Regions from separate parts of the Mus musculus genome. Here region 2 is linked to region 1. A link is a contact called in public Micro-C data. All regions are on one chromosome and are shown on one strand. The core of a region is the stretch at or near the end of the contact, and the rest is flanking DNA. Distances in the headings are between cores, read along the strand shown.

What was found. Hi-C and Micro-C count contacts between places; a contact is called where the count stands out from the background.
Region 2: a Micro-C map of embryonic stem cells shows a contact between it and region 1, with 30 times the contacts expected there. The contact joins the promoter of Pax3 here to the promoter of 9130024F11Rik in region 1. A contact is called at or near these places in 1 of 39 promoter capture datasets (embryonic stem cells), 7 of 484 Hi-C or Micro-C datasets (embryonic stem cells and uterus) and 1 of 115 datasets of contacts at active chromatin or transcription factors (embryonic stem cells).

The regions. Positions count from the first base shown.
Region 1 is chr1:56,968,581-56,975,739 of GRCm38.p6, forward strand. 9130024F11Rik (RIKEN cDNA 9130024F11 gene) reads left to right here and starts at 2,889. Exons shown (of 2, transcript NR_024326.1): 1 at 2,889-3,191; 2 at 5,678-6,616. It overlaps Satb2 (special AT-rich sequence binding protein 2), which reads right to left and starts at 2,754. Exons shown (of 11, transcript NM_139146.2): 1 at 2,532-2,754; 2 at 1,073-1,300. The coding sequence starts at 1,241.
Region 2 is chr1:78,192,436-78,199,594 of GRCm38.p6, forward strand. It overlaps Pax3 (paired box 3), which reads right to left and starts at 4,701. Exons shown (of 8, transcript NM_008781.4): 1 at 4,230-4,701; 2 at 2,816-3,051; 3 at 1,305-1,434; 4 at 7-141. The coding sequence starts at 4,314. RefSeq lists a promoter at 4,265-6,255, an enhancer at 5,420-6,030 and cis regulatory regions at 5,420-5,652, 5,808-6,030.

The DNA of each region.
Region 1 (7,159 bases), core at 1,639-4,138:
ACAGAAAAGTGTCATCTTCTTAGGTGTGTGGAGACATTTCAAACTAAGCATGTATTCCAAAATTTGATGGTCACCACAAACAGGGACATAAGGGATGGGGGAATGGGAGGTGGGACTTTATCACCAAGTTTAAGAATTACATTAAACTTACTGCTGTTGAAAGCCACTGGGGTGAGGGGGTATCTCAGGCATAGTACAATTAAAGGAATAATTTATCCCAAACAAAACAGTCTGAATGCTGTGTAAAGTTGTACATTTCATATGTACGAAACAGCTAGTTGACTGCCCTGCAAACCCAAAATACAGTATTTAAATTCCTCTCTGGTCTTATTTTGTAAGATTACTAAACACTATTGAAGAAAGTTATGTGTAGATGTACTGAAACATAAAAGTCTTCCTTTAAAATAATATTTAATTCTTGGGTAGGGAAGCAGCAGGCAGCATATAGAGTTGCTTGCTGTTTTTCACCCAATTCTCTAATTCCTATCAAAGTTATAACCGGCTCCGTCTAAACTCTGCAGGCAAAACAGCATCAAATCCTCTAAGGACATAATGGATTCACGGTGATCCTTCGGTTTTTTCCCCTAGAACTTCTGCAGGACACAGTCCTAGCTGTCACTCATTTGTCTCAACCCTGTCCCAGCTACAGAAGAACACCAGAGTCACTGCTTCGACTCTAGCCAGATCCTAGGTCTCTGTCCCACTACAACCAAGGCATACAAGCTTCAGCCCTAAAACAGATCCGAGGCAAGGCAAAGGAGTTAAAACACTAAAGAGCTCTCTAGGAAAATCTAGAAACAGTTAGCTGGCTGTGACACAGACCTGCCAACACCTCAGCACAGAGTGGCAAAGTGCCCAAAAAATGCCACCCTCTGGGTAAACCACTTTCTTGTTTTAACTCGAGATGAAGCTACTACCAGTTGCGGAGAGGCAACTAGGGCACTATTTGGCAACCTGGATTTGACTTCCTGTAATCCTACACCGAAACAGCGCCTAATCAACCTGAACCCTGACACCCAGGCCATTATCACTGGGCCTCCGCTGCGCGCACCTCCCAGCTCCGGGCTGTTACCTCCCACGGCCTTGGCCACGGCGCCGTTGGGCCTCCCGCGGGCTCCCATGGGGCTGCCGTTCTGCTCCAGCCGGGCCACCTTCACCGGGGGAGGCCCCTTGACGTCGGGGCTGCCGCTTCTTCGGTCGGGGCTGTCCCGAAGACACGGGCTCTCGCTCCGCCGCTCCATGCTGCTCCGATTTGGAGACAAAGTTCCCACCGGCAGGTCGCAATAAAACGCGCAGGGACCTAGGGAGGGGGCGGAGGGGAGGAAAGGGGGAGGGAAAAAAAAAAGAGGGAAAACCGCTCACACACGTGATAGACGATCAGGCCAGTGGCAGAGCACTGCACCGCAGCCACACAAACTTCCTCCCACGCTGCAGAAGGGTACCGAAGGGTCCCGGGAAAGCAAGTCCCAACCAAACAAACACTGGAGGTCCCAAAGCTGCCCAGAACTTGAGGTACTAAGACCTGCTCTGTCTCAGGTCCCAAGAGTTAGCCCTCAGTTGTGTGGACAGAGTCGGACCTCGAAGCCTTTAAGCAGTACCCCATTCATTGCGGGCAGCGCTGGCATTATCCTCTCTTTGATAAAGAGCCACCACCACCATAAGCCCCACTTGGGGTGTCAGGGTTTTGAAAGGAGCGTACTTATGGGCGAGAGGTCCCACCAGGCCAGGGAGGGAGCAAGGACTTACACGGGTCCTTAAGCAAATTAATTGCTTGATAAATGCGCTGTGGATGGCCAAGCTGGATCAATGGATCCATGGAATCCCCACCTTTTACCTTTATGGACCAAGTACACTTGTGTACACAAACACACACCTTTGCACACAAAAAAATTAACTATAATTTCACGTGAGCGAGCATCCCAAAACACTCTGAGATTTGGAAAGGCTACCCTCCATCCCAGGATCACAATTATTATTTGGGAGCATTCTTATCTTCATCGTATCCTGGATGTGGTTGTTGTTTTTTAAGCCATTAAGCGTACAACATAAGAGAAAGAAATCTTGATTCTTAGGTACAGGAGCAGGCTTCATTAATCCTAATTTCTAAATCTGGAAAGTTTTTCTCGAGGTCCCTAGGCGAGCAGTGCTCCATACTCTTCAATTTTGGAGGAGTGACCCGGAAGAAGGGAAAACACCTGATGAAACGGCGCCCACATTGTCACTGAAACCCATGAAAGGAACCCCTAATACACCAGGGGCTCTGAGAATCCTCTAAGAGCGCTTTGGACGCGGGAGAAGCCTAGTCGCCACGAGTCCAGACGAGGTGGTGGTGGGGGACAGAGAGGAGTTAAGAAGAATGCGAAAGATGTAGGGAGTGCTCGGAGGGGTTGCCAGTGAAGGCTCCACCGCACTTCCCGGCTTCGCCTAAGCGCGCGTGAGAGCCAGAGCCCCAGAACAGCCGGGGAACTTAGCGCGCCCAGGGCTTCCCGAACTACAGGCGCCGCGTGGGAGCCCTCGCCCAGCGTACTTACTGCTCACGGTCTGTCTGAAACTTGGCTGGCTGGGGCTCTGTCCATGGAGCAAAAGTAGAGAATCCAGGGTGGAAAGTTTTTGGTGAATTGTAGTGTTGTCCTAGTCTTCCTTTCTCTTTCCTCCTTCCCCTTTCCTTTTCCTCTTCCCCGGTCCTAGCGTTTAAGGTCCTGGGTCAGGGTGTCTTCTTCTGGTTCGGAGATGGTTGTTATGATGATGGGGGCGGGGGGCAGTGAGGGAGGAGGAGGAGAGGGAAAGGAGGACTCCTCCAAAGGGGCACCAGAGCGAGCGGGGGAGGGGACGGCGGAGGAGGGGGGGGGGAGAGGGGGCTGAAAGAGCCTTTCACACCTTCGGGTAGAAGACCGGTTCTGGAGAGAAAGGGCTGAGGACTGGGAGGCTGCGGCGGCTGCTGGCTCCTACAGCCGCTAGCTCCAGAGGAGGCGCGGCCAGAGTCGCGGGGACGTTGCCACCAAGAGCGGGGAAGGTGCGGAGACCCCGGACCGCGCGCAAGAGAAAACGCGGCGGCCGCACAAGCTGTCACCTCCAACCTCTCCCCTCGCGGCTGCCTCTGCCAGAAGCCAGAGCCGGACTCACTGACAAGCCGCAGAGAGAAAGACACTGAGAGGGAGATGATTATTAGTTGCGTTGAGTCATCAGGCAAAGTGAGTCCTTTTGGGTTGTCCTCGGTTTCCGATTTCTCCCCCTCCCCCTTTCGGTCCCCAGATCTAGCGCCTTCAAAATAATAATTTGGGGTGGGGGTAGGGGATGTCTCTGGGTTATTTCGGGATGGGAATGGGGGGGACGGATCTAAACCCAAGCCAGACTGGTCCACCGCAATGAAGGAGGGGAGTGGGGGGCGGGGAGGAGGGCTGGGGAGGTTGCGGGGGGAGGGGGGCCCCGCCTGGCAGGAAATTAAACATCAATCAATCAATCGCTGTGAGCACGGCGACCCAAGGAGCCGGGCTGCGGAGGAGGCACAGGGATAGGCGAGGGGGTGGGAGTCAGGGAAAAAGGAGGAAGGGGGGAGTCGGAGGTGGGAGCGGGGTGGCAAGGACCTCATGCACCGGGCGACGAAGGACGGATGGCTGAGGACTGAGTGTGGCGCGAGGCGGTGGCCACGGCCGACGAATGGGTGCGTCTAAGCGCTGACGAACGCCAGGGCCCAGGGTCTGGTCCTCCTCCTTGTAGCAAGTCCAGGGCGCAGCCGCCTCGCCCAGCCCCTAGGCGCACTCGTCCCGGCGCGCAGGCTGCGGCGACTAGGCGGGCGCTCCGTGTCGCGGCTCGCCGCAGAGGCGCAGGCTGGCGCTCGGGAGGCGGCAGAGGCTGCCTCGTCTCCGGGCTCTGTTAATTGCGCCGCCGAGTACTTTCGACTTTGGAGATAGGAGGGCGATCGCCTCCCCCACCCACCGCCTCCGCCCACCACCCACCGCCTCCGCCCCTCGGAGCAACTTTTCTCGGTGCGAGCGAGCTCCCCATCTGCTCGGAGCCGACCGGCCCGGCCCGAAGCGCTCCCGGCCGCGTTTGGGGAAGGCCACTTCTCCCTCAAATCCCGTGCGGCCGCGGGTCCGGAACAATAGCCCGGGTGTCCCGAACGCCTGGAGCGAGACTCCGCCCGTCCGGCTGGCTGTGGGTCCGGCACTGGAGAAAGGGTTGCTCCGTGGGCACAAGGCAGGCTGCATCCCTGCCACTCTCGCCACGCGGGCTACGTTGCGAGCGGCGCAGCCCGAGCTGCCCGGAGGCCAGAACACTGTGCCGGCCGGGGCGCTGAAGCTGCGCGCCCCTCGGGTTGCAGCACTGGGGCTCCCGAAGACCCTCAGCGGCTGAGGACCGAGTTCGGCGCGAGCAGAGCTGAGCCGTGGGGACCTAGCCTCTCCGCCCCGAGCGAGGCCGCGCCGATGAGTCCCTAGCTGGTCCTTCTAAGGCTTAGGAGCCACAAACTTTTGCGGACTCCCGCGGCCCTAGCCTTTCGGCTCGCGCAGCTTTACTTGTTTAAGGTGGCGCGGTGACTGCCCGCCAAAACCCCGCTGCCGGCCGCGCTTTTGTCTTGGCCATTCGGCATGGGCGCGGACCTCCTTAAAAAAAAAAAAAAAATAGCACGTGGGCAGGGGCCGCGGCCCCGGCGAGGTGCCTGCCGCGTCCGGCTTCTGTCAGCCCCTGGAACCTCAAAGGAGAAAATATGAACCAGTCCTCTCCGGCCTTCCGGCCAGAGATGCCCCTTGAGCCGGCGGCATCTCTTGTCCCTTCTGTGCACCGGGGCTTTCCCTCCAGTTCCCCAGGACCCCAAGGACTCGGCTTCCACCGGTTGCCTGAGCCACTAGTCCCCCTTAAGAAGTATTGACTGTACGGCGGCGCCAGAGGGCCAAACTAAATTCGGTTTCGGGAAACGCGCTCGAGGCAATTCTCTAAATCCTGGCCTTGAGCTGGGCCAGTGGAGATTGAATCTGAGAGTAGCGCTGGAGACTGGGCTGCTGTCCACTTGCTTGGTAGCCTACCCCCTTGACCCCACAACGCCCCAAGAGTCGCAAACCCACGGCCAGGGAAGCCTAAGGGCTTCTAAAAGAAAGAGGGTCCCCGAAACGAAACCTGTCCCTGGCCTAAATCTCGGTGCCCAGACCTCGGTGAGTCCCACTCAAAGGAGCCGCCCACCAACTTCACCAGAAGCCCCAGGCGGCAAGGGGAGCCCTGCCGAGCCGAGTCGAGCCTGGCAGGGTAGTAATCCTCCAGAGAGCCACCGCAGTTTTAGGAAGCCTTTTTCTTTTCCCTGTTTTTTTCTTCCCCCAAATTCCGTGCTCCCACGAACATGCCCAGCCAAAGGGGCTAAAGAAAATTCCAAGCCCGTGAAAGCAAAGTGGCTCAAGTAAAATCAGCCCTTGAAGGTAGCTGAAAGGTTGTTTTTTGGTTTTTGGTTTTTTTTTTTTTTTTTTAAAGCAATGAAAGAAAGAAACTGTAAGTTTGATTTACAAACTTTAAAAAAGAACAATGTTATAGCATATCGAAATGAAAAGGGGTGTTTCAAAAACTTAGCTATCGCTGTCAAACTAAGCCTGCTTTTTAAATTGGAAATGCATATATTTTATTTATATACTAACTGTATTAAACCCCCCCCTCCCACCCCGTTTTCTTTCTTACCTTGGTGTTGGAACTACAGAATCCACCTCCGGCCCAATGTCCACGAACTAAGAAGAATTGATGATATTAGGACTTGAGGACTTCTGGAAAAAAATGCAAATCGTTTAGTGGGGATCTTTTTTGTCTGATTCGTCACTATTATTATATCTGATGATGCGATGGTTGGAACGATTCTATCCTGTCATTAATTAGCTATTTTATAAAAATCACTGTCGGAAAATCGTCATTTGCGTTTTGCTAAGGATCTCTTCGCTAACCTCACTGGCGTGTGTCAACAGTATAATTATGAACTTCAGCTACAACTCTTATAAACAACACGGCAGTATTGTTTAATCGGTTAATATTTTATAAAGTGTACATATTTTATTATGCTTTGAGGGGAACTATTGATACTAAGTTATTTTTAAAAAGAGAAAGTCTATTTAAATAAAGCATACAATTAAGTTCAATTAAATGTGCACTGTGGCTAGATTCTACACCCTTTCAAATTCATTATTTCTTTTGTCTATTTTTGATAATGTAAAGAAAATCTACCATTTGGAACAAGTAATTCTAAATTATTTAAAATTACATTTTAAAAATTAAACAAATTACATTTAATATACATGACAATGTGTAATTTGATGTCATTACCAAAAGTGTACTTTGAATGTTGGCAGATTTATTTTTAGTAGAGCATTTTCAAATTTCTCTCGTTTCATAAAAGGAGAATTCTAGAAAGTTTTGCCATGCATACCCAGTGTGAATTTTTCCCTGTAGTTTTGACCCGGATAAAGGCCTTTTCTGTTTCAAGTGACATGTTTTTCCCAATCCAGTTTTGTTAACTTCATTTCAGCTAAAGCAAATATTTTCAAACACTTCTAATTGCTACAGTAATTTATATTTGAAATAACACTTTTAAAACATTTGTCATTTTCATTTTTAAAAACAGTGAATAAATATATTTGATGATGATTCAAAAAACTGTTTGGTTTCATTTTTGTATTTCCCACGACGGTTTATTTCCAAACAATTTTTGAAACAATCATACTTTTTTAAATGGTATAAGTACATTTGCCTTTTAAAATACTTTGATTCAAAACTCCTCCTCACCCCACACACACACCAGATTGAGAATGAGCTACCTCTGTGCTCAGAAAATAAAGTTGTGTGTATGTGCGTGTGGTGGTGGGGGGGGGGGGTTGTAGGTTGTTTCAGACCTCCGTTTTTTGAGGGAGATCTACTCAAACTTTTCTCGGATTCTCCTAGCCCTAAAATTCCCACCTTACCTTAGGTAGTCAAAGGCCGCCTGTCTTTCACAATCACACTGTTATTATTATTTTTAAGCAACAACAACAAAACACTGGGACTTTGCAGGCTGGGGTTAAGTGCCACAGTTTCCCTCGCTTGCTAGACTGCTTTTCTTTCTACCCAGGCCTTTGTCCTCTTAAGGCCTGTTTTGCACTTTTAATGACAATGGTGTTTGATTTCTCCTGTTGCCTCTGCGGTTTTGGCTGTGCGG
Region 2 (7,159 bases), core at 3,451-5,950, about 21 Mb after region 1:
TCTTACCTCGCTCACTCAGGATGCCATCGATGCTGTGTTTAGCCTTTTTCTCGCTTTCTTCTGCTTCCTTCCTTTCTAGATCCGCCTCCTCCTCTTCTCCTTTTCCAAATTTACTCCTCAGGATGCGGCTGATAGAACTCACTGGAGAAAAGAGGAGCGCACACGATTGAGAAGCATGGAAGGAGGGGGAAAGATCCCAAAAGACACCTCAAAGGCCCAGCTAACGTACTCAACCCTCTCCCTACCCTTGAGCAGGGCTCAGTGCTGTGTTCTGCATCTGTGAGCATCCGGGGCTTCTGCCTTCTCTCGGTCTTAAACTGCTTTTCTCTGTCTCCATCTTACGTTAAAACCCTCACACTTTCGTGGGGTTTTAATTACTTAGACTGGAGATGAAACCTGAAGATCTCGCACCTCCAATTCAGAACCGAGAAAGGTTCCTCCTGCCCCTCTCCGAGGATCGGTTGGCTACTTGTCTCTGAACACTCTAAAGAGACTTCTTCCACCAGCTTCACCCTTCACCGTCCCCCCTCCCCACCTGAAGACACTGGTCCCCCGCAAAGGCCTGGGAAGAAGAACCACAGAGGGCCTGTCGCCTGCAAATCAACTTGTTTTGAGGATAGAAAGGGTTTAAGTTTCAACTGCAGAATCATTCCCTATTGTAAAAATCAAAAGAAAAATGCATTCTCCCGATTTATTTTTTCCAGATTCCAGTCTGGTAAACAAATCCATGCTCTGAAATATATCGTTCTTACAGAGGGGGAAAAAAGGGAGTTTCCTTTTAATTAAAAACAAACTCTTCCCGCGCGCAGGCCTAGCGCTGGTCCTCCCTTCCCCTGGACCTCTCCCAAGCTGCCACGATGCTGGTCGGATCCTGGAACTCTTGGGAAAATCATGCCCGGCCCGAATTTTTCACCCCTTTAGCTCCTCAGCCAACTCTCCACTGGTACCGCTTGGATCTCCCTTCAGTGAAAGTTACCAAAACATTTGTTTCTCTTTAGAAGGGAACATCAATATTAATCTTTTGGTCTGCGCCCCGCATTTCCTTCCAGCCTTCTTAGCAGAAATCCGTGGGGGGTGGGGGGAGCGGAGGGGGAACCTCAGAGGTCATCTCCCAAGACGCCACCCTGGGGACCAGCAGATCACCCACTGCTCCATAAAACACTAAGAATGTCTGGCTTGTAAATATTTCAGGTCAGCCTCCCAATAGCCAAGATGGATAATTGGGGTGATTTTATGGCTGGCACGACCCGTTGGAGTATGAGCCTGACGGTCGCGCCTCCGGGAGAAGTTAATGGACCCAGTACCTGAGGGCACAGTGTTCCGATCACAGACAGCGTCCTTGAGCAATTTGTCTCTGATTTCCCAGCTAAACATGCCCGGGTTCTCTCTTTTGTATTCCTCAATTTTCTTCTCCACGTCAGGCGTTGTCACCTGCTTTAAGAGAATAGGCGGATAGTGCGTTGGTACCCAGTATCCTGGGTCAGACACGGTGCCCCAACCTCGTGGCTTTTCTGATGCTCTTTCCTGTATTTTCTTGGAATGTCCCTCTGCTTAGCCAAAGGACTTTAATTCCGTTTAGACAGGAGATGACAGGAAATTATCCCACTCGGTGCGGCCTGGAGACCCTCCACCTGCCCAGAGATGCTCGGGAACCAAATTAAATTAAGGGGAAAAAAATCTAACAGCTTGGAGGTGAGGGAGGATTGTACTTTCTGGTACCTAGAAAATCCTCTCGGAATCCGCACAAAAACGAAACTAAAAGGAGAACGTTTGAAAAAGCAGCAATAAATAAATAAATAAATAAATAAATAAATAAATAAATAAATCAAATTAGATAAGGTCCATGGAGATCAGATCTAAGCTAAGGGCAGATTTGGGTGAGATTTAAAAGGACGTGTATGTATCCAGGTTCTTGTGTTGTTGTTGTCGTCGATGCTGTTTTCAATTAGACAAACATGGATAATTTGAAAGGATGACTCTTCCACCCACTTAAATAAAAACTGTGTCCTAAGATTCTCAGATTAGGAGAGAAAATAGGGAGGGAGAGGGATTGTGTTTGGGAGTCTTCAGTGTGCCATATAGCCCATTTGATTTTGCACACACACACACACACACACACACACACACACCCGCCGCAACTAGAAAAAAAAAATTATACCGGCCTCTCTGAATAATCCAAAGAGAAGGCAGACCCTGTATGATCTCTTCCCACTCCCTAGCCAGCAGAACTTTTTTGCTTTTTCAAAGAAAACTAAAATAAATCGAGGATCTCACCAAATTGATTTGTTTAATGGAGTCAAGAGGCTTATTATTAAAACACACACACACACACACACACACACACACACACACATCTTAACAGCCCTGACTTTTGACTTCTTGAGAACAATTTGCAAGGGAGGGAGATTCAAAGCTGGGAAAGAAACTATCCAAGAATTAAACCGAGATGTTTAACTTCATACTAGGAAGGCAGTGCAGTGAGTGGGAAGACTCTGTGGGAAGTTGGAAATCGGGGAAATAACTTGATGAGGGCTCTAATGCTCCCAGGCATTAAAATCTAAAGTTAATCTTCCTTTGCTAAAAGTGCCAGCCCTTTTCAGTGTAGAAGGACCACCACCAACCATAACAACTGAGTTCTACACACACACACACACACACACACACACACACACACAAACACACACACACACACACACTCCTTCCTAGATTTGAAAACTAGCGCCCTTTGAAAGTCCCTTGCTCTCTTTAGAACGCGCCCACTCTGGACCCGCTGGATCACAGGCCCTAAGTCCACGAAACCAGGTCCCGGGCTCACCTTGGGTTTGCTGCCGCCGATGGCACCAGGTCGGATGGAGCCTGTCTCCTGGTACCTGCACAGGATCTTAGAGACGCAACCATGGGACACGCGAAGCTGGCGAGAAATGACGCAAGGCCGAATGCCATGGTGGGCCATCTCCACTATCTTGTGGCGGATATGGTTGGGCAGAGGCCTGCCGTTGATAAATACTCCTCCGAGCTGGTTGACTCGGCCCTGGCCAAGAGGGGTGGACACTGGGAAGAGATGGCGAAAGGAGAGAGCCCGAGAAAGTCATTTAGGAAGAATAGAAAGCAGCAAAAAGAACCTAATTCTGCATCCTTCTGGCCAATTTGCCTGTGACAGTTAAAACACAAACCACCAAGCTCTGGGCTCCCAGTCCCGGACCCTTAAGGTTCTATTTATTCAAATAATTACCCGATGCAAGGTCATATAATCTTTTGGAAATTGAGCGATCGGAATGAGGTAACTGGCTGTAGAGAAACTGTATTTTCTCTTTTATTTGGGGGAGGGGGGCTGTGCTGCAAGTTGGAGGGAGACCTAGGACTGATGTCTAAAATGTCTTGCGATAACTGCCTCAAAGTCCTGAGAAGGCAGAGGTCCCGATAAGGGTATAGTAGGCAAGGGTTGGGGAGGCTCCCGAAAGGAGACACAGGTGACAGCAGGTATCACCTGTTACACTTAAAAAATAAAAATGGCAGCGAGCCTAGCTGTGGACACCACTGCCGAAATGACCGCCCTTGCACGTCACGTTTTACTCTGGATCGAGGTCGAAGGGCTCCTCCAGAACCCCAGTCTCCTGCTTTTACTTCCCAAATTATTTGGTCGGGTTCGGGTTTGCAGTAATTTCTACCTCCCCGAAATTTCCCAGCACCTTTAAGCAAACCGAAAGGCATTGCCAACCATTTTAGAAACTTCGAGATGCCACTTGAGTTGAGTGGAATTTGCTAATCAATGCTAAAACTTTTCAACTAGGAAGGGCCACCAGAATTTTTCACAGCAGGAAAATTCTTGCCGAACTAATAGTAGTTATTCAAAAGTGAACGCAGCCCGCACAATTTCGTAGCAACTTTAGGTGAACAGAAAGAGAACTTGCTTCCGGCGCTGCGAAGCTTGTTCACCTTTCTCACGGCAGCAATTCCGAAACAACAGGGCAAAGTGGAGCCGGCAGGAGCAGGCCAGGCAAGCTCCGAGAGCTTGTAGTGAGCTTAGCACTCCGTTTGCAGCCAGAACGTGAAATGGGGCTTCTCCCGCTCTCCACGAGAACCCCCTCCCCACTTTTGCTTCTTGGGTTGAGAAGTACCACGGGAAGAGGCTCCCGGTAAGGCACGAGTGGAGGCCCTGGAGACCAGGATTGGGGTGCGGCAGCCAATCCCAGGCCCGGGGATCCGGACGAGCTGAGGCCCTAACATACCTTCCAGCGGGAAGCCGCTGCGTGGGTAATTCTGCCCCGGGCCGGGCCGCATCATCCTGGGCACAGCGCCGGCCAGCGTGGTCATCCTGGGGGCAGCTTCGCTCGCAAATTATATCCAGGTGAAGGCGAGACGAAAAAGCGAGCACAGTGCGGCGGGTGACCCTCGGGAACTCTCCGGATCTCGGAGAGCTCCTCCCCCAAAAAAGGCCAGAGAGGGAGGCGGGGCGCGGGGAGGGGGGCGCTAATAGATCCAAGTCCACAGGCTCCAGAGGAGTCCCTTGAGTGCAGGATCCCAAGCCCAGGGCGGACGAGTTTGGTGCGAGTCTAGCAGATCGGCCCCTCAGCTGGGGCTACTGGCAAAGGTGCTCACTGCACCGCGAAGATCGGGTGAGGGAGGGTGGTGACGAGGCAGGAACACGTCCCAAGTCTCCTCCCGTCGTGACACCGAGTGCAGGGATCCGGACTAGGGAGCATTTATTAGTTCTTTCACCCAAAGCTTGATCAGGAGCCCTGAGCTGCGATTGGCCGAGGAGGAGACCGTCCCGGGTGGCAAAGACACGCGCTGATTGGGCGACAGAAGCTACTTTCTCTTCCCATCCCTGACGGTCCCCAGGCCTCCGCCGACCCAGAGGGGGACTAGCTCTGTGTCCCTTTCTCAAGAGAAGGGTGGACAGGTTGAAACTAGGAGAGGCAGCTTGGGTGGCAAGAGCCAGTGAGGATGGAAAAAGGCTCGCGGTGTCCCTGTCCCTCTACATGAGATTCAGCCTTGATCATCTTGGTTTTCTATTACTCTGTCCTAATCTCTTTCCGCCTTTCTCTGGAAACCTTGCTATATCCGCCCCTTATTTCCTCTGTCTGCCCCTGCTTTTCACCTGTGGATTTCGCTTCGGGATTACTAATACGGAGATGGCGGTGGAGCAAATTTGGAAAGGGGCACAGAGAATTCCGGATGTGTTTCCTTTTCCTTTCTCTGGTCTGCCTCTGGGCCTGAGCTCCCTATGTGAGCCTCCCAGAAAGGCATCTCTCAGGAAGAGTCCAAGATGTGCCCAGAAGGTCCTTTTGTCTTTCTTAGGCTGGGAATGAAAGACAGGTGGCATAGCCATGACAGAGACTGAAGAGGTTAGGCCTCCCCTGGGCTCCAAGTTGCAAGCAATGGGGAAGCCAGCTCCTTTTCTTGGTTTAAAAACCCTTCTGAGAAGCGGGGACTTTAAATCTCCACGTACACATTCATCCCCGATGCACTTGCATCTATATGTTGAGGTTTTGCCCGGGTGCAGCGTTTGTTCTCAGGAATTTATTATGGCATTCAGACTAAACTGCTGGAAAAATAAAAGAAGCAACGTCTTGGCTAGGAGCTGAAGTGTCCCCAGCAGGATATGACGCCAGGAGTGTTGTAAAGACTGTCTGTCCTTAGAGAAGGTACCATTGTGCCTAGCCTTTTATTTATAACTTGGTAAGTGCCAGCGAACACTCCTCCCTTACACCCCCCTCCCGTGCCAGCCCCACGTTCTGCGCTGCTCTTTATTCCCTCAAGTCTATTCAGGGACTGTCACTCTGGGGCCGAGAGGTATTCAGGGCCTTAATCAATCAAAAGGATGAGAATCAGGCAGGTTTTTTCCCCTTTGAAATAAAGGAAACAATGACTTCTGGGCTTCAAGTTCCCTTTTCTTTTTATGATATTTGAATTTTTCCTGCCCCTGAATCCTCCAACCCTCTCTCCATGTCCTCCCCCCCCCCATCTCCTTTGACAGTTTTGATGTGAACTCAGGCCCCCAATCCTACTTGCCCACCCCCTAATTAAGGCAAACTCAAGGGGGGGGGGCGTGCGTGTAGTTGTTCAAAGTCCCTGAGCTGGCCCTTTAAGAGTTCACTCCCAGTGGAGAAAGCTGGGTAGCTCTTTGCTCCCCCTGAAGTCAAAAGGGCTTATCGACCCTGGGAGCAGGCGAGACGGGCCTCTGGGGACTCCAGAAAATGTCTGGACACCCCACCCCCACCCACCCACATTTGGGGAGGAGCATTAGAGCTCACAGTGGAGAGAGAGTCCAGAAGCTGTTGGCCCGCAGAGCTGCTTAACCAAGTTTTATATAAAATAATTCAATTTGTCAAGGCGGGAAACTTTCTCACTTCCTTTCCCCCTACCCCTGGTCTGGAGTCCTTCAAAGTTTGGGTACTTGTTTTCGAAAGCACCATACACCCTTGCCATCTGAGGAACCAGACTTTTCCAAGATTTTTGCCCTCTCAAAGTTGAGCAGAGCCGAGTTTAGCACTTTGTCTGGTCAGCTTTAATCAGTGGGAAGACTAGGGACCAGAGGTGTATTTCAAGTGGTTAAATTCAGGCTGCACACTCAGTGAAAAGGGACCCCTCCTGAGGGTTAGAACCCTGTGGGGATGAGTCGCCTCTTTTTTTTTTTGTCCAAGACTTCAGTGGCATGACCCCAGCTCTTCAGAAGGCGGCTCTTACTGGACAAGGGTAACTTGTTTATAATGGGCGGCTGCAGATACCTTTCCGGGTTCAGACACTTCTCTAGGACACTTCCTCCGCAGTACTGCCTGTTGAACAGCTCATGGATGCCAGCTGAGAAGCGCATTCATAGACTACTTGCCACCTGCTACGAAAATGTCTACTCAGAGGCAGCCAGGATGGGTCGTGGGCAAGAACCGTGACGGAGTTTTCCTTCTCCCCTTACCTAGCACTCTCCAGTTCCACCAAAGGATAAAAGCCAACTCACCTCCACACACAAGATCCCAGGGGTTCTGAGGGCACTGAGAGGACCCAGCCACAACGGCTGAGCCATTTCTAAAATTTCATGGCGACAGCCAAGACAGTGATACTCGCTGAGGTTCTCTCCACAGGAGCACCCAACCTGCCAAACAAAACCGGGCCTTCCTCTTACCCCCAACCCCCTTCCATATGCCTGAAGCTGAAACCA